2 separate regions of the Bos taurus genome follow, and region 1 is linked to region 2. The links are chromatin contacts, called in public Hi-C maps. All regions are on one chromosome and are shown on one strand. Each heading gives the region's core, a stretch centred on a gene start, on an enhancer-like site or on the middle of the called end of the contact. The rest is flanking DNA. Distances are from core to core; before and after follow the strand shown.

Evidence for each region. A called contact is a pair of places that touch in the nucleus more often than the background predicts.
Region 1: a Hi-C map of liver shows a contact between it and region 2, with 6 times the contacts expected there. The contact joins the promoter of STIM1 here to the enhancer-like site in region 2. A contact is called at or near these places in 6 of 11 Hi-C or Micro-C datasets (blastocyst, blood, liver and 2 more).

Annotation. Positions count from the first base shown.
Region 1 is chr15:51,214,193-51,219,257 of ARS-UCD2.0, reverse strand. It overlaps STIM1 (stromal interaction molecule 1), which reads left to right and starts at 2,632. Exons shown (of 12, transcript NM_001035409.1): 1 at 2,632-3,019. The coding sequence starts at 2,887.
Region 2 is chr15:51,022,195-51,027,053 of ARS-UCD2.0, reverse strand. STIM1 (stromal interaction molecule 1) reads left to right here. Exons shown (of 12, transcript NM_001035409.1): 8 at 3,838-4,005; 9 at 4,514-4,614. Among named protein-coding and RNA genes, the nearest start is that of RRM1, 14 kb to the right of the region's middle. Within about 2 kb of position 2,338, at least 2 of the 102 cell types and tissues checked have an H3K27ac peak or open chromatin away from gene starts, as enhancers often do. A contact at or near this core is called in liver, where this site is marked.

The DNA.
Region 1 (5,065 bases), core at 1,383-3,882, 190 kb before region 2:
TACCATTGAGCCGGTTGTTATAGAATGTTGAATAGAGTTCCCTGTGCTATACAGTAGGTCCTTGTTGATAAAGGGGCTATATCATTTAAAAGTCCAGACTTCCATCTTCTCTTAAAGATGATCCAGCAATACTGAGTCCACCTTCCTGCCTGCCCCCAGGGTGCCCCAGTCCCTACCACTCCCTATTGCTCTCATCTACTTCTGTCAATAAGATTAGCTATTTTCCCACTTTGCTGTTTGAGTTTAAGGCTATGAGTTTATCAGGGGCTTATCTTCTGTTAGGGCCAGTTTTCCAACATACAGTTGTTAATAAATATTTGTACAATCAAATGAATTAACTTATGTCAACTAGCTTTTGTGAGCACTTACTACATATAGGGCCTGTGACTGGATGGCCATTTCCCAGAGATGAATAAAGCACAGGCCCTAACGTCTGAAAAGTCATAATCCAGTGGGGTGGTGGAAGACAGATATGTATATGGTCCAATTCTGGACTTGAGGTGGTTGAGTAGAAGTTTCTGAGGAGAAGATCTTAAACTGTATCTTTCAAAAAATATATATTTATTCATTTATTTGCCTGTGCTGGGTCTTGGATGCAGCACGTGGGATATCCCATCTTTGTCGAAGCATGCAGGATCTTTAAATTGCAGAATGTGGAATCTAGTTCCCTCACCAGGGATTACTCCCCTGCCTTGGGAGTGCAGAGACTCAGCTGCTGGACCACCAGGGAAGTCCCTTGAATTGTATCTGGAAGAATGAGAAGTCAGCCTTGTGAGGGAGTTGATGGGGGGGCCCTGGAGGGGAAGAGAGTGTTTTAGGTAGAAGCCACAGTAGCTACGAGGGCTGGGAGGTGGCTGAGATTCCATGTGCTTGAGGAACTTAAGACCAGTGTTACCGAAGTTTAATAAGAGAGTGGGGAGAGTGGTAGTAGATGACGTCGGAGGTGTATTTTTATATTAACAGCCTAACTCTTAAGCCCGGCAGCTGTTGGGCAAATCCGTGTTCCCGATCTTCAGAGGGCTTGCTCAGAACAGGTAGCTGGCTTAGCACGGTCAGGGTAGGGCCGGGGCCTAATCCCTTCTCCTGCCGCCGGTGCCAAGGACAGGGCAGGGCACAGAGCAGGTTTCAGTAAAGATCTGCTGACAGCACACTTGAGAAGAGAACAGGAAGTGCAGGCTCTGTTGAGGGAGGCCCAGACGCTTCTCCCTCTTTATAGGGGCACTCGTTCTCAAGTCGCTACCACCCTCAAGCCACACACAGAGCTGGGAGAATGAGATGCAGGGAGGAACCTACACAGGCCCTACCCGCAGAAACCTCAGAGGGGAGGGGGTAGGGGGACGGGTAGGAAAACGGGCTGAGAGAGTTAAGGGAGGGCATCCTACTTAGCTTGGATGGCGGGAGGAGTGGGGGGAAGCAGGTCAGGAAGGCAGATATGGGGCCCTTTGGCCATTTAGGAATGTGTGGGGCCATTTTACCTATACAGGTTTGGACGCTTCGATTTGTTTTCTGGCATCATTCCTTCTGAAAACACTAGCAGGCCCCAATGAGTTTCCCCCCGGGGCGGGTCCTCGCTCTAATTCCTCAGCCCTCTGCAAAGGGGCAGGGCCTCCCAGCGAGCTCCGATCCGGGCCGCATAACCTAGCTTTGCCCACCAGGGGCCGCTGCACAGGGGTGACTAAGCGCGCGGGTTCCTAAGCTGCAGAGAGGCGGAAGCCGATTGGCTGCGGGGCGCGGCGAGAGGGGCGGAGCCTGGGATGCCGGCCGGGAGTAGGGGGCTGGGAACGCGCCCCCGGCTGAACCGGGCCGGGTCGTTGTGGCCTCGGGCAGTACCCGGCGGCAGTCGTAGTGTCCAGGCCCTCTGCCCTGCCCGGCTCTAGAGCTGAGGCGAGTGGATCGGCACCGAGGCCCGGAGATCCGGGCTACTGTCATCATCGTCGCCGCCGCCGCAGGCCTGGGTTACCTGAGCGACTTGCGTGTCAGGGCCAGCCAGCCCGTCCGTTTGCGGGCGGTTAGCACGGGAGAGACTCTAGTGGGCCAAAGGGAGGCTTGGGACCCGACCCTTGGCTGGGGAGAGGGATCCTAGAGGAGACTAGCGCTGGCCGGGAGAGCCCTCCGGGGTCTGTGGGTGCCGGACGGCTGCCTACAACAGGTTATTCCGGGATAAGCCCGGCGCTGGGGCGGGCCCGGGCTTCGCTGGGGGCCGGGCGGCGCTGGGCGGGCCTGCGGGAGAGCACGCCCCCGCCCGCCCCGGGCCCGCCCCGCGCCTCCCGCCGCACGCCCGCGAGCCTCTATCCCGGGCCTGGCCCGTGCGCGTCCGCCTGCTGAACCTGGGCACCGCCGGCCGGGGCACGGGACTGGGCGGGATCGCTGACCTCGGCCTTGGAGGCCTGGGATCCCCGAGCCACCCGCTCCCGCGGGGGCCTCGAAGTCGCACGCCCTCCCCGAACCTGCGCTGCTCGCGGATTCCCGGCGGGGCGAAGCCAGGTGCCCCCTTCTTCTCCTCCTTTTTCTCCCTCCCCCACTCCGGTGCCCGCGGGAGGTCCCGCCCGCTCACCCACTCCCCAAGGGGTGTAGCCGGCTGCGGAGCGGACAGCGGCTCCGCGGCCACCTTGTCCAAACTCTCCGGAAGCGGCTCGAGCTGACAGGGCACTCAGGCCGTCGCAGCTCCAGCGGACCCACAGTTGGGCCGGAGACGCCGGCCTTCCTCCCGCTCCCAAACTTGGAGCACTTGACCTTTGGCTGTCGGAGGAGGCAGACGCGCGGGTGGCTGGACAGCTGCGGCACCTCGAGGGCATCTTGCCTGGGGTTCCAGGACCGGGCTCCCGACTTTGCCTCTGAGATCCTGAGGTGTCTCCATCAGGCGCATGTTGACTGAGACCTGGAGTCATGGATGTGTGCGCTCGTCTTGCCCTGTGGCTCCTTTGGGGGCTCCTCCTGCATCACGGCCAGAGCCTCAGCCAAAGCCACAGCGAGAAGGCGACCGGCTCCGGCGCCAATTCTGAGGAGTCCACTGCAGCAGGTAAGGCCTTGCCACGGGCAAGAACTGAGTTGCCCAAGTGGGGAAGTTTGAACAGTCGGTTCTACACTTGTGATTGATGGAGGACCCACTCATGACACTGCCAGTTTTTAGGAGTCCAGGGAGTTCTTTCCGTTCAGGAGCTATTGCTGATGTCTTTTGAACAACTTTCTTCATCCCTTCTCAGGATGTCTTTTGTTGGCAGAGAAAGACGGTTTGCTTCTGGCGCACCTTGGCCTTTCAGATCAGCGAGTCAAGACCCTGTCTCAGGACTACTTGTCTGGAATAATGGCCCGGGCAGATGATAAGTCTATTGCTCTTGGCCAGTTTCAGCACTTGGCAGCACAGGGGAGGTTGAGGCTACTTGGACTGGGCAGGGAAAGTCAGGACTGAGCCAGCTTTATTACTCTGTAAGTTAGTGTTGAGGTGTGCCTTGCTATTCCAGTGAGTGTGGGAACCCTATTTCCTCCCTGCCCTTAGGTAATCTGCTGTCTCCTAGCTGTGCCCATTTGAAATATCAAAGCAGTTCCTTAGATGGAATGCTGTTTATCACTAGGGAGTTAAATGGACTTTTCTTGACATAGGCATGATATAATTCCTGGGACCACTTGTTGACTTACTCTGTTTCTTCTGACTGATGATGGTAGGAGTTCCACAATATTTTTGATCTGTCCTGCTTTTTCCTGTGTACTCATCGAGCCTTGTCAAAAAAGTAGGAGCCCTGGTGCTCTGTTGCAGGAAAAAAAAAAAAGCACCTTTAAAATTCAGTTGTTTTATACAAGGCTTAGAAGGAATCCAGTTTTTTACCCTCATGTCTCTCACACTGTCACTGGGATCTGCCCAAAGCAGTGGGCTGCAGAGTAAGGAGAATTTATAGCTGGATTCTTTCTACGGATGGGCAAGCTCAGGTGAGGGGTAGCCTCGGTGAATACCCATTGATACAAGGAGGAAAAGGAAGTGTCATGGTGGCCAGGAAGTTTCATGGATGGATTCTGGGGCTGGCTTTGGTGGTAGACCCTTTCTTAGGTAATCCCCCTTTAAGTTCCTTGACTGGGCTGGGTGTGATTATAGGTACCTCAAGGGTTAACTTACAAATGAGGCCAGAAGTTGCCTTATGTATAAGCATGGCACCTAGGATGTAGCTTTGAAGATAGGACCTCCTTGCATATTGATCCTGTTTCGCCACACATTGTCTCCTTGGCCCCTGAAACTAACTGAAAGCTTGGTTCTCACTGGGCTGTGAAGGGGAAGACTAGTAGGCCGATGTAGGTCAAACTGTGAAGAAGACTTGAGGAGCATTTCTGCTGTCCCAGTGACATCCCTGTTTGTAACTAATAATATGTTCCTTTTTCACCCTAAAATAGGAGTGCCTGATGTAAAATGAATATATATATATATATTTTTTTTTTTTGGTCAGTGAGGAACAGTTCTATATTTTAGACACGTGCTAAAAGGGATGAAGTTTTGAATTTAGGCACTAGCTAGCTGTCAGGAAGATTTGTGTGTTTGTGTATGCCATAGGTAAGAGGCATTCCTCATCTCTCATAACCACCCCCTGAATGAAGCTTACGGAGACAGCCCTCCACACAATGTATTTTAGAGGCCTGGTTATGTTGATTATACTAAAGCTTCTCTTTTGGTTTTTTTCTTCCTCTCAGTTCAGAAATTACTTTCTGTTGTCACAATAATATTGAACCCCAGGCAGGAAATCTTAGAGACCCAGGTGCTGGGAATGGCTATGGTTTGTGGTAAACTGGAGGCCCCAGCACTGTTGTCCTGGTAGGTTGTCCCTTTGCGCCTGTCTGGGGCTTTGTCTCCGACTCAGATAGGAACTTGTTTCTGCAGAGAGGTAGTCTGGGCTCGTGGATTCGGTTTGGTGAGGAGGTTTTTACACAGCCTTTCGATTCCCTCTGTATCCTCAGAACTCAGGAGTTTTACTTAGCCTTAAAACAGCCACTTTTCTAAGTCAGAGTCAACATATCTAGTCAATTTGTAGGTTTTCTAAAGTTTGTATGTTACAACCACACAGCTATTTTTCCCCATGAAAGT
Region 2 (4,859 bases), core at 1,089-3,588:
CAATACTTCACCCAAAAGGTAACTACAGTCGTGACCTCTAAAGCAGATTAGTTTCACCTGATTTTTAACATCATGTAAATAGCATTATACAGTATGTGTTCTTTTGTGTTTGGTTTCTTTCATTGAACATTATATCTGTGAGAGGCAACCATGTTATTGCATGTAGTGATAATTAATTTATTTCTGTTGCTGAGTGTTAATCCCTTATATGGATATACTATAAATTATTTATCCATTCTCCTATTGATAGACATTTGGATTGTTTGCAAGTTTGTTTTCTTTTAAAACTTCTTTGTGGGCATCACTTATTTCTTTTGAATATGTAACAGGGCATTCATATATTTAGTTTTAAGAAATTGGTGATTTTCCTAAATGACTGTACCAATCTGTACTGCCACTAGTGATAGTGTGAGAGTTCTAGTTGAGCTATAGCCTGAGTATTTTTAGGCATTTTCATTTTATACATTATGATGTAGATATAATAGTATCTTGTTGTGATTTTAATTTTCCTATTGACCAATAATATTGAATACCTTTTCATAAATTTATTGATGACTTTATTTGGGAATCTTCTAATTTAAGAAATTGGGATTCAGTTAAAAACATTTCCTAACTTCCATTGTGATTTCTTTTTGACCCATGGTTATTTAATAGTGTGTTGCCTAATTGTCAAACACTTGGGGACTTTTCTGTTTATCTTTCTCATTGATTTCCAGTTTAACTTTGCTGTGTTCAAAGAACATGTGCTTTGACCACAGGTTCCAGTCCTTTCAAATATGTTGAAACTTGGATGATGTAAGCAGACTACAGAAAACAACTAAAAGGCAAAGAGTGTCAGACTGGATAAAAAACAAAACCCAAGTATATGCTGTTTACAACAGACATGCTTTAGAAATAAGGATACAAAATGGTTAAAAGTAAAAAGATGAGAAAAGATACTAATATACAATAAACACTAAGGAAAATAAAGCAAGGGTAGCTATGTAAATGTCAGACAAAATAGACTTAGAGAAAAAAGTATTACTAGAGACAAAAATGGACATTTCATGTAAGATAAATATGTGAATTAAACAGTAATATATAACAACCTTTAATTTGGATGCGCCTAATAATATAGTTTAAAATATATGTGTGTGTATATGTGTGTGTGTGTGTGTGTGTGTATGTGTGTGTATATAAAGCAAAAGTTAAGAAAAACTAAAAGGATTAATAGACAAATTTCATAATCAAAGTTAGAGATTTTTAGCATCCCCCTCCCAATAATAAGCAGCCAAAAGTATCAGTAAGGATATAAAAATTTAAACATGACTGATCAATTTGACCTCATTGCTGCATGTAGAGCGTTTTACCCCACAGCCGCAGAATACACATTCACTGTAGTGTTTACATGTTGCTTCTGCTCCATTCTCTCTCCTTCTGGGTATCCAGTATTTATGTTAGACCTTTTAACTCTATTCCACGTGTCTCTTATGCTTAGTTCTGTTCTTTTTTCCTCCCTCTGTGCTTTGGTTTGGTTATTTTATATTAATCTGTCTTTGAGTTCCCTAATCCTGTATTTTGCCAAGAACATTGTGGTATTTAGCTCATACAGTGGAATCCTACTCTCAGGTAATGTATTTTTCTAGAATGCCCATTTTACTCTTTTATTGATTCTGTTCCCTGTCTAGAATTTTCCCATATTTTTCTTTAACATTTTAGTCATAGCTGTCTTAAAGTCCTTGACGGGTAACTCTTAACATCTGGATCATTTGTGGGACTGCTTGTTTTTCCTCTTGATTATTACTTCTATTTGCCTGTTCTATTCTCATGTCTAGTAATTTAGTACATGGTGGATAGTGTGCATAAAGAATAATAAAGGCCACAGTTGATTTTCATCTTCTGTCAGATATAGGGTTTAGTTAGGTATGCTGGGTAAGGATCTGGTCATCTCAAGCCAATGAGAGACTGAAATGTGTCAGAACTGGGCTGTAGTTTAGTAAGAGTTGGTCCAAGCCTCATTTGTCCCTGTTTCCTCAGGCATTCTGCTTCCTGACTTTTTATTGAGATCTGGTGAATTTATTTCTTCCCAGTCCTGAATGACTATGAGATTATTTCTGCCCCTTGGACATTTTTAAGTTAGCTCTTTGGCCTCCTACTCCTCATAACTTTCAAGTTTTGCAGCTCTCTTGAGGAGGGGACTGGCTGTGTGCTTGAGTCAGATCCCTTCTTTCTTGCAATGCCTTGTCTCCTAAGCATTGTGACATTATGGGATATTTTATTCCACTCTTTGGCCTAGCTACCTATTCTCTTGCACAGCTCCAGAGTGCAGTAAATGCTCATGATCCCCGTGTTCCCTGTTTTGTAACTGTTTCTCTCATTACACAGTTTTTGAGTGTGTTTGACCAGCCCTTTCATGTGCCTCCCCAACTGTCATACTTCCATCTACTTGCTCTCTCTTCTCTCTCCATTCTCTCTTTAGCTGATCCCAATCCTTCAACTGTTTTTAATGTAGAACTTGATCCTACATTTCCAGACTCAGTGTATTAGTCGCTAAGGTGTCTGTTCCTCGTTTTAAATCTATAAAGCCAGGAGTGGGCTATTTTGTAGTTTCCTTTTCAAGGAACAAAAACCCAATGAAGCTTGGTCCTCTCATGGGCTCTCAGAGGAATGAAGGTGTTTTGTCCTTAGCTAAGGCCCTCCTGGTCTATATTAGGCTCAGGGGAGGACCCCAGACCTGCTGTGGGATACTTCCCCATGGGCTAAAGTTGGACATTAGACTGCTCTCAATCCCCTTTCTCTGGGATTCTGAACAGTGAAAAGTCAGTGTTCAGATGGGGGAGCTGGGGATTGTTTATACTGGTAGCCTGGATGAGATAGAAGGAATTCAGCATAGATAATGGGTTCTGTATGTACAGTACTTTCCAGACCTTTCATATTTAAGTGCTTTGTGGCCGTCTGCTTTATTTTATGCTCCTTGCTTAGAAGTCAGTGAGGAGATGTCTGCTTACACATTGGTCCTTTCTGATCTTGGCCTCTGTTGGCAATACCCATGTTAGGTATAACCTTGCTTGTTGTTTTCTTGCCTTGTAGAGAGTGCCCATTACAGCCTACCCACCCTAATCAGTGAGGGAATCACAAAGTCTCTGGGCTAGAGGAGTCTTTGGAGAGGGTTCAGGCCAGTTGCCCCCTGCAGTAGCAATCATTTTGAAGGTCTTTCTGACATGAGCTTTTTCCATACCTCTCAGGATAGGGAGCTCACTGTCTCCTGACATCATCACTTTGCTTACGGTTTGGGTTTGCCTGGGATAAGACCTTACACCGAGCGAGATCTGCTTTAGGAAGCACATGGTCACACAGCCAGTTGAGTGACAGACCAGGGACCAGGTCAGATTTCCAGACTCCCACCCAAGTGCTTTTCTTGCCACATTGTGAAGGCTTGGGTTCAAGAATAGACCCCAGCTCTCAGAAAGAAGAGGATTCACTGAGATAACCTGTACCTCATGAGAGCAGGGAAAATTGCTGAGATTGGCTGTATGACCAGGAGAAGTGACTAATAGGTGAGAAAAGAATCCTCTAGTCTGGCAGCAATAAATAAATAAATAAATCAAAGAAAGGAAAAAAAGTCTCGATTTGCCTTCTGGTTGACACTTCTAAATATGTTGACCTTGAGTAGGTTACTTTCCTTCTCCTAGCTTGGTTTCTTATATATAAAATACAGAAAATAATCCTTGCCCTTTCTCCCTCTTGTGAGAGTGGTGAAGCTTAGATGAGATGGAAGAAAAGAAGGCTGATGTATCATATGGAGGCATTGGAGAGGGCCTTGGTAATAGTAAGGACTCATATCCTCTTGCCTCACAGGTACGGGAGGCCTTGAGGAAAGCAGAGAAGGAGCTGGAATCGCATAGCTCATGGTATGCTCCAGAGGCCCTTCAGAAGTGGCTGCAGCTGACCCATGAGGTGGAGGTGCAGTACTACAATATCAAGAAGCAAAATGCCGAGAAGCAGCTGCTGGTGGCCAAGGAGGGGGTGAGACCTGCCCTCCTGCTGCACTATTCTCTCCTCCTTGCCCCACTCCCTTCACTTGCCCTTTTTCCTCCTCTCTGCCTCTCTATATCCCTCTGTTGGACAAAAAGACATCCTGGTGTTGGGTTTTGTTTCTTTTCCTGATGCACAGTTTCTAATAATGTCCTCAAGCTCCTGGAGAAGGGAACGAGGGTGCAGGGCTACTCCGACCTGCCTTTTGGGAAAGGTGTGGTGGAGGCAGGTAGAGGGAAGTCTCTGCTGGCCCCAGACTGACACAGGGACAGACTCCTGGTGTCAGGATCCCTCGGCTCCTCTCATTGCTTCTGTTTTCTTTCTTTCCCTACTCTTTCCTCTTCCGTTGGCTTCCATTTTTCTTTCCCATATTCTCTTCCTTTTTCTCATGCCTCCTAAACTGTGCTAGGAGGAGGGGGAGCCAGCCACAAAATAATGTTTTTAATTTTTCCAGCCTATACTCCCTGCTCTTTTTAAGCTGAGGGCCTCATCTTTGCAGGCTGAGAAGATAAAAAAGAAGAGAAACACACTCTTTGGCACCTTCCATGTGGCCCACAGCTCTTCCCTGGATGATGTGGATCACAAAATCTTAACAGCTAAGTAAGTCACACCTGCTGCCCAGCTCTGGCGATGTCCATCCCATCCTCAGAGTTGGAGGGTGTCCAGGGCCTCCAGTCCCGATTCTGTTTCTTCACTGGAAGAGGTACAGCTCTGGTCTCCTGCCTCAGCCCTTAACTACCTCCCACACTGCTCTTAAGTCTATGATTTAAGTGTGCTTCTTACATACACGTACTGCCCCCTGCCCCTGCAACTTGTTCCTCTGAGAAGATGACTCCTTTCTCCTG